3 separate regions of the Mus musculus genome follow, and regions 1 and 2 are each linked to region 3. Evidence: chromatin contacts called from public HiChIP or PLAC-seq and promoter capture Hi-C data. All regions are on one chromosome and are shown on one strand. Each heading gives the region's core, a stretch centred on a gene start, on an enhancer-like site or on the middle of the called end of the contact. The rest is flanking DNA. Distances are from core to core; before and after follow the strand shown. Region 1 overlaps Epb41 (erythrocyte membrane protein band 4.1). Region 2 overlaps Mecr (mitochondrial trans-2-enoyl-CoA reductase). Region 3 overlaps Gmeb1 (glucocorticoid modulatory element binding protein 1).

Evidence for each region. HiChIP or PLAC-seq counts read pairs in DNA pulled down with a chosen protein or histone mark. Capture Hi-C pulls out chosen DNA fragments and counts their contacts.
Region 1: an H3K27ac HiChIP or PLAC-seq map of microglia shows a contact between it and region 3, with 4 times the contacts expected there. The contact joins two enhancer-like sites. A contact is called at or near these places in 9 of 39 promoter capture datasets (the 3T3-L1 cell line, cranial neural crest, embryonic stem cells and 6 more), 1 of 115 datasets of contacts at active chromatin or transcription factors (microglia) and 1 of 9 other capture datasets (adipose tissue).
Region 2: a promoter capture Hi-C map of adipose tissue shows a contact between it and region 3. The contact joins two enhancer-like sites. A contact is called at or near these places in 3 of 9 other capture datasets (adipose tissue, liver and pancreatic islet).

What each region holds. Positions count from the first base shown.
Region 1 is chr4:131,973,453-131,978,419 of GRCm38.p6, forward strand. Epb41 (erythrocyte membrane protein band 4.1) reads right to left here. Exons shown (of 21, transcript NM_183428.3): 10 at 2,086-2,183; 11 at 1,232-1,404. Among named protein-coding and RNA genes, the nearest start is that of Tmem200b, 54 kb to the left of the region's middle. Within about 2 kb of position 1,824, at least 3 of the 459 cell types and tissues checked have an H3K27ac peak or open chromatin away from gene starts, as enhancers often do. A contact at or near this core is called in microglia, where this site is marked.
Region 2 is chr4:131,859,231-131,863,745 of GRCm38.p6, forward strand. It overlaps Mecr (mitochondrial trans-2-enoyl-CoA reductase), which reads left to right. Exons shown (of 10, transcript NM_025297.2): 5 at 1,531-1,633; 6 at 2,546-2,648; 7 at 3,688-3,761. Among named protein-coding and RNA genes, the nearest start is that of Srsf4, 12 kb to the right of the region's middle. Within about 2 kb of position 2,246, at least 111 of the 459 cell types and tissues checked have an H3K27ac peak or open chromatin away from gene starts, as enhancers often do. A contact at or near this core is called in adipose tissue, where this site is marked.
Region 3 is chr4:132,244,190-132,249,133 of GRCm38.p6, forward strand. Gmeb1 (glucocorticoid modulatory element binding protein 1) reads right to left here. Exons shown (of 10, transcript NM_020273.2): 3 at 1,797-1,879. It also overlaps the pseudogene Gm13252. Among named protein-coding and RNA genes, the nearest start is that of Gm28874, 8.4 kb to the right of the region's middle. Within about 2 kb of position 3,467, at least 73 of the 459 cell types and tissues checked have an H3K27ac peak or open chromatin away from gene starts, as enhancers often do. A contact at or near this core is called in adipose tissue and microglia, where this site is marked.

The DNA.
Region 1 (4,967 bases), core at 574-3,073, 270 kb before region 3:
TGGTGTTGTCTGGCATTGACTCCCTGTGTCAGCCTCGGGCCTGTTTCTGGTTTAATCCTCAGGCAGGTGGAGTCTTTGCTGCTCGGTATGCAGAGGTGACAGCAGGCTGTGTCACTCTTTCCAATAGTTTCCCTCTGTAATGAAGAGAAAATCTAAGCTCATTACTGTGGGCCTTCGAGGCCCTTCTAAGTCGGGCCCCTGCCTGCTGCTCTGACCACACTTTATGCTCCTCTCCCCTAGGCTAACTAAAATCCATCCCTGTGCTGCTCAGTCAGCGGTCACATGGTTGTTTGTTTGTAGTGAAATGCTCAGATCCTCTGTGGAACAAGGCAGCGCTCACGCCTCCACTCTTTCATCTAGAGTGGTTCACCTAGACTTTGAGATGGCCAGTAACTTCTCAATGTTCAGGTGTAACTAAATGACATCGTTCTGAGGAGCCTTCTGACTGTAACTGGATTACCTGATCTGAAGCACTCCACCATCTTGCAGCCTGAGACACTTGTCACCTCATTTTCCCATTCTATTTTCTTCAGAGCACTCACAACTACCTGAAGTTATTTTTATTTGCTTCTGTTTATACCTATGGACTGAAAACTCCATGAAGATCATATCTGATGCCCACAGCAATGTCTCCAGGGAACAGTAGGCACATAAGGCATGCAAAACAAGTGACTGAACAAAATAAAAAAAACGAGTTAAATACTTGTAGAATCTGTTGGTATTCAGCCATTACTGTCTGCAGTGAACTTCACTTCTTATTCTTAAGATGGTTTTCTTAGCTCTGTTATTGGGTTTTGTTTGTGTGCTTGGAGTCAGGGTCTCACTGTGGCTCTGGCTGGCCTGAGACCTCTGTGTAGGATAGGTTAGCACTGATATCCACCTCCTCTGCCTCCCAAGAGCTGGGAGCGCTAGGATTAAGGGTCTGCACCACCGCACACAGCCTTAAGTTCTTAAGTCTGGATTAGTCAGCAGCACCCCTTTCACTTGGCCACTGAGGTTCTCCGTAAACTGGAGATAGTAGAATTATTATAAATAGTCATACTGCCAAGTTGGGCATGGTGCCATGCTTGTAACCCCAGCACTCAGGAGGTCAGCACAGGAAGCTAAAGAGCTTGAGGCCAGTCGCAGATATAGTAAGTTCTTATTTCAAAGCAACAACAGTAAAAACCCCTTATGCTTCCTTTATCTCTCTCTAAAGATCACGGTAGCATCAATAACATCTAATACAAACCTCCATCGAGGCTCCTGGACGCCCGCTTGCTTGCTGTCCGCTCAAAGTGTGGAGCAGGCCTGTCAATCAGGGCACTGGCTTGCCTGGTCTGAGCTTGAGTCCGGCCACTGTATCGGAATTTGGATCCCAGGGCAAGAAACTTGCTTTTGGGGATGGTGTCTGTAGAGGTGAGTCTGGGAGAGAAAAATGATAATAATGCTCCTATTTTATTATTTTATTTGGATTACTTTATTATTGTGACTATAAAACTAAAAATCAAACCAAGAATAAAGATGTTTTTGAACTCTTGTGGCAATTTCTAGTCAAGCAATCCCTATTGTAGTCTGGGTCATATCTCAAGCAACCAGAAGTCATTTAGTTGGGAGCTATAATATTAAAAACATTAAGTTTCTACAGGTAAGGTCTCACAGTTTACAAAACGCCTGATAGCACTGCAGGATTCACACAACATCCTTGAAATGTATCTGATTTTACAGATACAGGAAATTGACACATCCCATGAAGAAGTTACTTGCTTAAAGCTATACAGTTATTAGGAGGCGGGTCTGTAGCAACCTATGTCCAGGACAGTTCAGCTGCTGTGAAAGCAACCAGAGCCCCAGGCAAACACTGGGTCTCACTCTTTACTTCCGCTGTTCTTTTTACAGTGCATGGAAAGGCACCGTGGGAATGCTGAGCCATGCTTTCCAGCCAAAAGAGGAAGAACCGGGTTCGCATTGTCTTGATTAAGTTGCTCTTGCCTGAGCTAAATAAAATGCCAGCTCCACAGAGATGATAATTTCAATAACAGATTCAAAATAGAAGCAGGCACAAATAACATATCCTTGGGAAAGAAATACTTGAGCAGAAAATACCTGAAGAACGTGTGATGCTCCACACAGACCTTCCATAGTTTCTTGGCCGCTCGATAACTGGGGAGCTTGAAGCCGATGGTACTTTCATAATGTTCTTGCTATAGAGGGGCAAATAAACATAAAATATAAATACTATTCAATCAGAGTGACACAGAGCCTGAGAAACAGGATACCATCGAAGAGATACCACACAAACAATGTCTGGGGGTTGGCGAGATGGCTCAGTGGTTCCAGAGGACTGAGGTTCAATTCCTAGAACCCACATGGTGGCTCACAACCATCTATTACCACCGCACCACCATCTGCTCCCAAGGGACCCAACACCTTCTTCTGACCTCCATGGGTACCAGGCATGCATGTGATGCAGACACACATGCAGGCAAAACATACACACACACAATATTTTTTAAATTAAAAAAAACATATTAATATTTTTTCTTATTAAAAGAAATTTGCTCAGCAATGGAGGTTTTGTCCAAAGTAATAAGGTCAGGAAGAAGGTCTTCTATTACTTATACATCCTAATTTTTAGAACACACACAGTATGCAGGTACTGCCCTGAGACACACTTTAGTCAACCTTTGACTGTCTAAAGCTGCTTTTTGTTAGTCACAGACCTGCATTTGTAATTATAGATTACTCAGTAATCAGGGAATGAGACATCCCATAATTGCTCCAGCCTACCACTATTATTACACAATAGAAATTAGTATTGGGAACTAAACATTTGTCTCAAACCAGATGACTGTTTTTTGTTTTTTTTTTTTTTTAAAGCAGGGTCTCCCTACGTTGCCCTGGCTTGTCTGGCTATGTAAAGCACAGAGCTCTGGAATTAAGGTGTGTGCCTCCTTCTCCAGCCCAGATTCTTTTAATTTTTAAAACTGACACACACTGACTTGTTGAGAATGACTGGTGTGTGCATATGTTGCAGAATACCAAACGAGGCTACCTGGTCTCTGGACTAACTCATGAGTCTTTTAAGAATACTTAAAAGTCATCCTGTTGGCCATATGGGAAGAGTCAGTGCTGAAGACGAAAGCCCGGCCTTACACTTGCTAGTGTACCTCTCAGCAACCCTCCTGTAACCCGCAGTCACCACGGTGGACAGCGAGTCTCTGCGACTTACTTCCTCCTCCTGCCAGGCCTACTAGAAATCCATCTATTTCTATGCCTTCGGTCTGCCTCTGTTTCCACCTCAAGCACACTTTGTAAGACGGAAAAGGAAACAGGTTTGTTTGCATGCTCTTATTTCTAGCAATGGTCCTTCTATATCTAAGTATAATTTTACACATGGAGACACTGAGGTCAGAGAAATTATCTGCTCAGTCAGCTATGAGATGGCACAGCCCTCTGAAATAGTCATGGCACCTCACTTTTCAGAATCCTGCTGGTCTCAGCTGATTTGAGGAAGAACTGTGTATTTTCACATATATTGGATAGCTAAGACTTCAAGCCGAAGACTTCTCATAGCATTTATTATATTTCTTTCTGTGTATGTACTTATTTCTGCCTTCCTATATTAAAATGCAAGCTGGCTGAAGAATAGCATTCTTTTACTTACTTTTATATTTCTAGACCCTAGAATAGTCACTGACACAAAGAACCTGTTTAATAAACATTTTGTGGCGTGCATGCCTTTCAATGTCAACACTAGAGTCAGGGCAAGCAGATCTTTTTGACTTCCAGGCCACACTGAGGGGCTGCATACAGAGACCCTGTCTCAAAAGCTTCTTTCTTGTTAAGAGTCGTGGATTTGAAACTCGGAGGGAAGATACTGATAGGTGCTTGCACAAACAAATGAGTATGGAATGAAACAGTGCTTCAAGGCACAGCCAGTACTTCCAGGCTGAGGCAGTACCACTGTTGACCAGCAGATGGTGATACACACACACGACGCCACCTCAGGTCAGCCTGGGCTTCTCTGGGACAGAAAAGTTACTATCTCTCATGAATATAAGGACACTCAGCTTCTGATCTTTCCAGACTCACTTCTCTAGGAAGTGGTAGAGAAGAATTTAGAGCTTTTTAAAAAATGCCCTGGGTAGGAAATAATTTAGTGGCTAAAAGCACATACTGCTCTCACACAGGATTTAAGTTCAGTTCCCACCACCTACATCAATCCCCAGAATCAACATGGTAGAATGAAAAAACCTCCATGTTGTCCTCAGCCACTGCGACATGTACTTGTTCATTATTGTATAAAGTTACCAGAAGAGATCTGACAGAAAAAAAGCTCCAGCTCCAGGGCAGTCAATGTCTCTCATGTCCTGAGACACCTATACTCATGTGCACATACCCAGACACATAGCTCCCTAAACAAACACACACACACACACACACACACACACACACACACAACATACAACACACACACACACACATACAAACACACACAGACAGACACACACACCACATACACACACCACAGAGACAACACAAACACAACACATATGCAATACACACACATAAAACACACAAAAACACACAACATATACAACACCCACAACACACACACACACACACACACACACACAAAATCTTCAGGACATTGAAAGCTACATAGACAGACCTCTGTAAAAAACAAAACAAGGGCTAGAGAGATGGCTCAGCGGTTAAGAGCACTGACTGCTCTTCCAGAGGTCCTGAGTTCAAATCTCAGCAACCACATGGTGGCTTACAACCATCTGTAATGGGATCTGATGCCCTCTTCTGGTGAGTCTGAAGACAGCTATAGTATATTTACATAAAATAAATAAATAAATCATATATATATGTATGTATGTATATATATGTGTGTATATATATATATATATATATATATACCAAAAGAAAAATAATAAGGATTTATGTTTAAAAAAAACAGTAACTTTAAAAAAATGAAC
Region 2 (4,515 bases), core at 996-3,495, 390 kb before region 3:
AGCAGCCCACTTCTCCACTTTGCTGCCTCAGGGCTGATGAGGCCAGACAAACTCATGACCTGATCTAAAGCAAGAATAAATGTCACACTGTTCAATAGAATATATGCATAGATGAACACAGATCATGGAAGCCAACTTTGGCAGCCCAATACTCGCCTTCACTATCTTTGTTATTATCCTGTATTCCTGTACTCCTTAACTCTAACTGAAACAGATCAATGCTGCCGTCTACCTACACAGTTGGTTGAGAATGAACTAGTGAGTGATAGGTTGGAGCCAAGGTAAATGAGCATCTTTGACCTAGGAGTCTGCCACTAGCTATAGCTCATTCTGCACTGACTGCTGCTGACTTTCAAAACCAGACACTTTCCCAGTCAACAGAGCATCTTCCTACTAATTTGGTTTCAATGGGAGATGCTCTGAAAGGTGCTCCCAGGCTTCCTGGTTTTTTTGGGGTTTTTTTTGTTTGTTTTTTTTTGAGACAGGGTTTTCTCTGTGTAGCCCTGGCTGTCCTGGAACTCACTCTGTAGACCAAGCTGGCCTCAAACTCAGAAATCTGCCTGCCTCTGCCTCCCAAGTGCTGGGGTAAAAGGTATGTACCACCACTGTCCGGCAGGCCTCCTGTTTTTTAAAATTGAAGTTTTAAGAGGACATGATGTAGCTGTTTAGTTACAGTCATTGGTAAAGCAGGATGCACACCCAGCTCCACTGTGTGCCAGAGCCCACACTTCCCTAGGGCACCACATTGCTCTCCCATTGTAGGGGTGAGGATATAGCTCAGTGACAGAGTACTTGCCTGGCATGCTCAAGTCCCTAGGTTCTATCCCCAGCACCACAAAGCAAAAGCAAACATTCTGTAGGGCCCAGGAGCTTCCCATTTCTCTCATATGGCTCTCATCCATTTCAAATGCACCGTCATTAAATAATACACAAGGGAGTAAGGGATGGTCCTCCCTCAGGACTGAAGGTATTGATAAATATGAACACAGCTTAGTGTAGAACATGGTTACAGCCTGAGCATTGATGAGATACCAGAGTCCTCTGGGAACAAACAAGAAGGAACCTTGGAGAGCTTCATGAAGGAAGCCACACTTGAGCTGAACTTAAAAAGGAAGAGAACCAGAAAACCATTTCAAACCAGAGACTCGGCCTCAGCATGGGTCAGTGAGATGACTCAGCGTGCAAAGGTGCTTGCCACTGAGACTTGACAACTTGAATTCAATCCCTGAGCCTATATAGTAGAAAGAAATAATGTGCTCCTGGATGGATGGATGGATAGATGGATGGATGGATGGATGGACAGAGGACATAAAAATTGGGAAGATGAAGGTCAGTTACAAAGCAGTATCTGAAACATGGACAGAGTGTCCAAATCCCGTGACGCATTATAGGTGTGGAAAGTGTGTTGATAACTGAGTGATAGTTCACCGTATAAGGAAATGCCGTTGCTAGGTCCTGCATCCACACTAGGATCCCAGGCTGGGAGCCCTCAACCCAAGTTTGCAGGGCTTGACCTAGTGTCTTCCACAGGGGACTCTGTCATCCAGAATGCATCCAACAGTGGAGTGGGCCAAGCAGTCATTCAGATCGCCTCAGCCCTTCGCCTAAAGACCATCAACGTTGTCCGAGACAGGTACTGGGAGGCCTAATCCTCATGTCCCTGCGCACTCCTACATCTCCACCAGATGGCGCACATGTGTAAGCATGAGTGGCTGGCTGCTGACTTGCAAGCATTCCGCAGGGCAAAAGAAGTCCCTGTGAAAGTCTGACACAGAGATGACAAAAAGAGGCAGTGATGGTCCTTACTGAACAGTCAGGAGTGTTGGAGACTTGTCTTAGGGTCCCTGGTTTGTACTGTTGTATGAACTCTAGCCCTGTCGGTTGCATGTGTACACCAAGCACAGCTGTGAAGGAGGTGGGGCAGGCTTGTGGTCTCTCTTTTACAGATGAGGAAGCTCAAGTTTCCAAGAGAGGAAGCAGCTTGCTCAGGAAGACACGGCAAGTCAGTAACAGACTTACCTTCTTTCCATTGTCCCCTCCAGTCCCTTTAAACCTCAGTGTGCTCCCGTGTGGCAGTCACTTGAGACCTTTCTTACGAGGGTTGTACTTACTCCTGCCCCTGCCTCTGCAGTGGTGATGAAAAAGTGATTCTGCGTGCCTGGACCAGAGAGTCCAGGACCGCTCTGCCCCAGAGTGTGTTTGCATGATACCCTCAAGTGCCCTGGAGAGCAAGAGGAAAGAAAGTGGTGTCTGAGTAGAAGGAGGAAGTAGGATGGCTCTTCCCCGGGCACAGATGGCTCTAGGGTGTGTGCACTCATAGGTTGTCAGACTATCTCCCAGCCTGGCTCTGTCCGGGGAGGAAAGGAGGCAAGAGCTGGTAGAGCATGACTGAATTATGTGGACAGCTCCTGCTTGAGGTCTGGCTTAATCTCTCTCTATCCCTGTTCTCAAAACAGGAATGTGTTCTCAGGGCTGTGGCAAAGGGGTTCTGGGAGCTTGAGGGAGGCTAGTTAGCCAGTGTGACCTGATTGTGTTTGGTTTCCAGACCCGACATCAAGAAGCTAACTGACAGACTGAAGGATCTAGGAGCTGATTATGTCCTCACAGAGGAAGAGCTAAGGATGCCCGAGACAAAAACCATCTTCAAGGTACCTAGCCTGGGTCTGGAGAGGTGCATAAGCGGTTAAGAGTACTTACTGCTCTTGCAGTCCCAGCATCCATATGGTGGCTCACAACCATCTGCAACTGCTGTTCCAAAGGATCTCCACAGGTCCCAGGCACACACGGTACAGAGACAGACATGCAGGCAAAGCAATCACATTCACGTGCACAAAGTAAAATAAAAGCTGAGGCACCCCGCTAAGAACACTTCCCCCTTAATCCCATGCCATCTCCTGGTAATTACAAAATATGCCTTCCCTGCTCTGCTCTGCAAACCGCTTCTCTTCTGGAAAGGACAAAGCCCATCCAACCTTAGCCTGGGGATAGCATGCTGTAAGTGTGCAGACATGGAAGGAGGCAGAAGTAGACAGACTTTAGGAAAGCCGAGGTTTTAAACATTTGTGGTGTGGTCCATCAACCCACATGGCAGGTGTGAGTCCGAGCTGGATGAGGGTCTGAGGAAACTATGGCATGGAGAGAGGAAGAGAAGCTCCTAAGCCTCTGCCTCACATTTACTTGACATCCCTCAGAAAAACTCTACAAAGTAGCTGACATAGATGCTGCATAGATGAGACACCAGCCTTAGAACCACATCATCACAAAGTGGTGAGGCTGGCCCCATCACTCTGAACTCGAAGCCGGTACCTCTTTAGAGCATCCACCCCAGCAGACCCAATCTGAGGCCTTTTGCACTACAGCATATGGAAGAACCACATACCCAGTGTTGAGCACATTTGCCCTAGACAGCATTGCTGAAGTGGAGGAAAGCCTATCGTGTGTAAACTTCTCTGTACCTTGACACTGAACAGAGATGCTGCTTGTCTGTGCTTCCCAAAGTCCTGGGATGGACGAGAGGATGAAGCTGCTAAAGCCCTTCTCAGACATAACAAAAACAAGCCCAAAAAGTCATGCACACTCCATTTCCTTCTCTTCTGACTCAGCACTTGGCCTTACCATGCTGCTCGTAGCAGCTTCTAACCCCATGAGCACCCAGTAGCCCCCTCACCGTAGCCTCCTTACTTTCAGGACCTGCCGCTGCCCCGATTGGCTCTCAACTGTGTTGGTGGGAAGAGTTCTACAGAGCTGCTCCGGCACCTAGCGTAAGTCCCTCAACCTGCAGGTCTCCATCAGGAGGGCTGTCTAGTTACAAGTGTGAGTATAAGCCAGGGTAGAAGGATACTGACAGTGGCGCACAAGGACATCTTGCTCTCTGGCCTGTGCTCTAAAGCCTCGTCTCTGTGATAAGCCTAGCCAGCCTTTTCTCCCCATAGAAACCCAGGAGTCATCACTTACTGCTTCTTAAGATATTTCTCACAAGATATTTTGAAACATATAAAAGTGCTGAGGTGGGGCTGGAGAGATGGCTCAGTGGTTAAGAGCACTGGTTGCTCTTCCAGAGGTCCTGAGTTCAATTCCCAGCAACCAAATGGTGGCTCACAACCATCTGTAACTGAATCTGATGCCCTCTTCTGGAGTGTCTGAAGACAGCTGCAGTGTACTCATATACATACATACATACATACATACATACATACATACATCGATCTTTTAAAAAAAAAAAAAAAAAAAAGAGCCGTGCTGAGGGACCAGAGACAGGCATTCTCTTGGTCCCCACCACTGCAGAGAAGCTCCACTCGCTGTGTGCTGTTCTCCAACCGGAGGACACCTAAGAAATACTTCTCAGCAAAGTGGGGCCCCTGCACAGTGACTTGCCCAACACCACAAGCTACAAGCTGAAGAGATGCCTAAGCTGCTGAGGTAGAGCTTAGACTGGGACAGCTACACAGCTATGTTGAGAGTCAGCCTCTGCAGTGGCTGTCGTGCCATCTACAGCCATAGGCAGAGCTTACTATT
Region 3 (4,944 bases), core at 2,217-4,716:
GACAAGCATTTTACTATTGAGTTTATGCCCCCGATCTTCTGACTTTGAACTTGCCCTGCAGTATAGATACATCCTAAATTTGTAAGTCTTTTGCCTCAACTGCTCAAATAGCCAGACTTACAGATTCACATCACAGGTCCTGTGCTTGTTTGTTTCTTTTTAATTTGTTTGTTTTTCCCCCCAATGGTGCTTACGGATCCCACATAGAGGCTCAAGCTAAGCATTTTACCCCACCTCTCTCTGCAAGATTTTTTAAATTTTATTTATTTATTTATTTATTTATTTATTTATTTATTATATGTACATGCACTGTAGCTGTCTTCAGACACTCCAGAAGAGGGAGTCAGATGTTGTTACAGATGGTTGTGAGCTACCATGGTTGCTGGGATTTGAACTCAGGACCTTTGGAAGAGCAGTAGGTACTCTTAACAGCTGAGCCAGTTCACCCGCCCCCCCCCCCTTTTTTAAGTATAAAACCATTTAATAGGTTTGAGGCGACATCCATGGAAAGTAAAACATTACTAATTAAGTCCAATCTTATCTTGAGAAAGGGAGAACAGTGGTAGCATGTATAAAACTGGAACTGTTGCTTTAAAAAAGACCGTACCCACTTTATGACAAGTCAGTTTCACTTAAATCAGGACTGCCCAACAAGAACATTGTTAGCCATTCATGATCTGAATTTGGTGTATGAATTAAATTATGGTATACATTAAAAGCCATGAGACAGGTTTTGTAATAAATAAGGCAGAGGAATTACTCATTAGTAGCCTTTTTAAGATAAGCTATTAGGTCTGCCTTTCTCCCTTCTTCTTAATTCCAGTGAAGATCATTTTTGTTCCAGGGATGTACTTTTTGGGATTCTCCAAATACTCCATCAGGGAGGGTGTCCTCTCCCCAGGTGATGCCTTTGTTCTTGTTGGCATCTGTGTAAGAGAATCCAACAGCCTTGCCTGGCTTCCACCCAAGCAGACCATGCAGATTTGGTCCAGTCTTACGCTTGCCTCCCTTTTCCACAGTGTGGCACTGGGCACACTTCTGAACAAAAATCTTCTTGCCTTTTTCAACATCACTCATTTTTAAATTCGATCCGGGCTGGTCAACACCACGAACATTCGGACTCAAAGACAGATGTCCTGCACTCTTGCAGGATTCTTTTTAGACCAAAAAACCCAAACTTTTTGGCTACTATAATATATTGATATTAAGTGATCAAGTTACAGGTCTGCCATCTTTTTGTATGTTTGTTTTTTGGTTTGGTTTTGTATCACTGAGACAAGGTTTCTCAATGAAACCCTGGCTGTCCTGGAACTTGCTCTGTAAACCAGGCTGGCCTCAAACTCCCCAGTGCTAGGATAAAGGGCATGTGCACCCACAACCCAGCTTAGTTGTTTTTTTTAGACAAGAGTTTTTCTATGTAGTCCAAGAGCCTGAAACTCAGAGATGTGCCTGTGTTTGCCTCCTGTGTGCTGGGATTAAAGGTATGCTCCATCATGCCTGCCAAGTCTGCCATCTTAAGTGGCATTATCAGTTGGTACACTGGGTTGGTTGGGACAGAAAATAGGGCACAAAAGACCAGCAAACTCAGGCTGGGGGCCCAGCTCAGCAGTGAACATCCTGCTGGGGGCCCAGCTCAGCAGTGAACATCCTGCTGGGGGCCCAGCTCAGCAGTGAACATCCTGCTGGCTTGGACAGGGTTCTGGGTTTTATCTCCAGAGATTTCACAGCAAAAACATGCACAAACTCACCAACAAGCTGAAGTCAAAGGTACTGGGTAGAATGGCAGAAAGACTTACCAATTCCTTCCTCGATTTTGTGTATTGAGTGGGTCTCTACGGCTACAACTGCTGCGCTATTCTCCGACCCAGCTTCATAAATCCTGTAGTGAAAGTGTCCATCAATAAAAAACTATATAAGTCATGAAAAATTAATATTCATAGTAAGGGGTGAAGACATGTGTTTTAATCAGAAAGGAGTAAAATAAGGGTATTTTCGGCATGACTTTGACAGGTTTCCCATTGTAAACTTCAAGAGGCCCAGACCACTTAGCAGTTACTGCCAGAAGATGAAACAGCTCACCTCACCCCAAGTCAATGAACCCTTCTTACATTGATTCCCTTTGCTACTATGTTCCATGGACCCTCTCCTTCATAACTTTACAGATCTGTGTTACTTATGGGTATAAAACCAGATGATTGCTTATATACATCTACACATGTGTGTATGTGTGTGCACATGCACGCATGTACCTATGGAGAACAGAGGGGATGTCAGATACCGTGGAGCTGGAGTTACAAGTGGTTGTGAGCTGCCTGCCTGATGTGGGTGTTGGGAGCCAAACTTGGGTCCTCTGAAGAGCGACGTGTTCTCTCTACCTGCTGAGCCGTCTCTTCAGCCCTTCCTCAATAACTGGAGGGCAGGTTCTCACCTTCCTTTCGCTGCAGCCTCTGACACAGCTACTAATGCTGTGGGGACCCCAACCATAACATTATTTCCTTGCTGCTTCGTAACTCTAACTTTGCCCCAGGCATGAATCCTAATGTAAATTTCTGTATTTTCTGATGGTCTGAGGCAACCTCTGTGAAAGGGTTGTTCAACCTTCAAAGGGGTCTTGACCGCAGGCTGAGAGCTACTGCTGCAAATGCTCAACACACAGTAAATACTGCTTCAAGTATAGGACAGACCTGTTCATAAAATTCACCTGACTAAAACAGAGCCAGCACACAGCATGAGACAGAAAGTGGCCTGATGACCCAGAAATGGATGGCTCTTGCTGAAATCTGCACATTATAGAGTTGGGGTTTATTTTTTTTTTATAGCCTTTTAGTCTTTCAGAAGCAAATTATTGGCATAAACCAAGTATATAGTAACATGAATCTGCCCCGTGTACCCAGCAATCACCAGAGGTACCACTAAATGGGAGGTTATGCAATCTTCTGACCGTACCACAATGAACACAACCTCTCTCATGTGCTCTTTGAAGCTAATCAGGGTTGTGCCTATGTGGACTTTGATGGAGTCGGTTAGGTAAAGCAGATCTTCCCAAATGTCTCTACATTCAGATGACCTAACATGTCACACGAGTGTCCTTTGTTTCCTCTCTCATCAGTCTTGCGCACTAACCTGAACACACTGGTATCTGAAAGTACCACCGGTACACTGGTCTCTGCAGATGCTGACCCACCACCTGGTGGCACCTCTACTGTGCAGACCTCCCCATTGAATTAATTATGTTTGCAATAATCACCATGCTATTTTTATTCCTGAGCTGAGTATAATGTCACATGTCTGCCATCCCAGCACTTGAGAGGAAGAGGCAGGAAGGGCCAGGAGTTCTAGGTCAACCTGGAATGCAGGATGCTGTTCCAATAAACAAACCCAAACAATACAGAAGCCATTGTCTTACCCCATGCTCTGTCCCTGTCAGGGCTGTCACCCTGCACACTGCATGGGGACTGGGCACTACACTAGACCTCTTCCTCTTTTTCCTGCCTTTGAGTGAAGTGGTGATTGCGTCTATTTCCTTCCCTTTCTTTTGTACAGTGGACGTTAAAATAGACCCTTAGACATGGTAGACAGGCACTCTGTCACTAAACTGCATACCCAGCTCTTCTGCTAGTTTTCCGCTTTGTGCCCTCAGTTCCAACAGCTGTCAAATCTTGCCAGACAGACTCTTTAACTCCAGCCTCGTCCCTGACTCTAACACCACTGCTGCTACTTTGACTCGGGCCTCATTATGTCCAGCCTTGGAAGAGCTTGCCTAGACTCTCATTAATCCTGTATACTCCTACCAGAAAATCATGTGGTTCTCCTCCTTAAAACATTTAAAAATTGGGTTTCTTTGTATTTACAGTTCTAAGGACTAAACCCAGAACCTCTCACGTGCGTCCAGGGTTTTACCCCTCAGCTAAATTGCTATTTATTTTTTTCATCTCTTACTATTTTTTGTTTTTGGTTTATTTTTCGAGACAGGGTTTCTCTGTGTATCTCTGGCTGTCCTGGAACTCACTTTGTAAACCAGGCTGGCCTCGAACTCAGAAATCCGCCTGCCTCTGCCTCCCGAGTGCTGGGATTAAAGGCGTTCACCACCACTGCCCGAATCATCTCTCACTTTTATTTTGAGACATGGTAGTAATGAGTTGCCTAGGCTGGCCTCAAATTCAAGTGATCCTTCTGCCTCAGACTCTACAGTGCTGAAATTACAGGAAGTTCCCTCATCCCCAGCCTCCATTGTTGAGTTTATTTTTTATTTTTGCATTGCTAGGGATAATAGTCATGACTCCTGGAAGTGGCAGCATATGACTTTAATCCCAGGACTGGGGAGGCAGAGACAGGTAGATCTATTTGAGTTCAGGGGCAGCCTGGTCTACAGAGGAGCGCCAGCATGGCTATACAAAGGAACCTTGTCTTAAAAACACACACATACGCGCACGCACGCACGCACGCACACACGAACATCCCAAACCAAAAAAAAACCACCACCACCAAATCCACCTGAGGACCTCACACTTAGAGGCAGCTAGGCAAGCAGTGAACTGACTGAGCTCAGCTCTCCACCTGTCTCAGCAGTTTGCCCATCACTTGGAACTGCCAAAGGGTGGCCCAGCCCCAGGCTGGTGACGATTACTGATGTTGAGAGAGGGTAAGGAGACTCAGAGGAGGAGGAATCAGTCCTTCTCCAGACAGGTATTTACTGGGCTCAGGAGACCAGCAATGCTGCCACGGGCACGATGGGGGAGCTCACTCAGGTAATGGACATCAGCCAGCCTCCACCCTGTGCTCTAAATCACTAGTCTTCGGATAAAATCTGTCATGTTCTTCCTAGTGAGTGTCTTCCTAGTGTGTTACTGACTGTAAAACATATCATTCTGCGCTGATAATTACTTGAACCAAAATGTCAGTCTTCAGCCGGGCGTGGTGGAGGCGCACACCTTTAATCCCAGC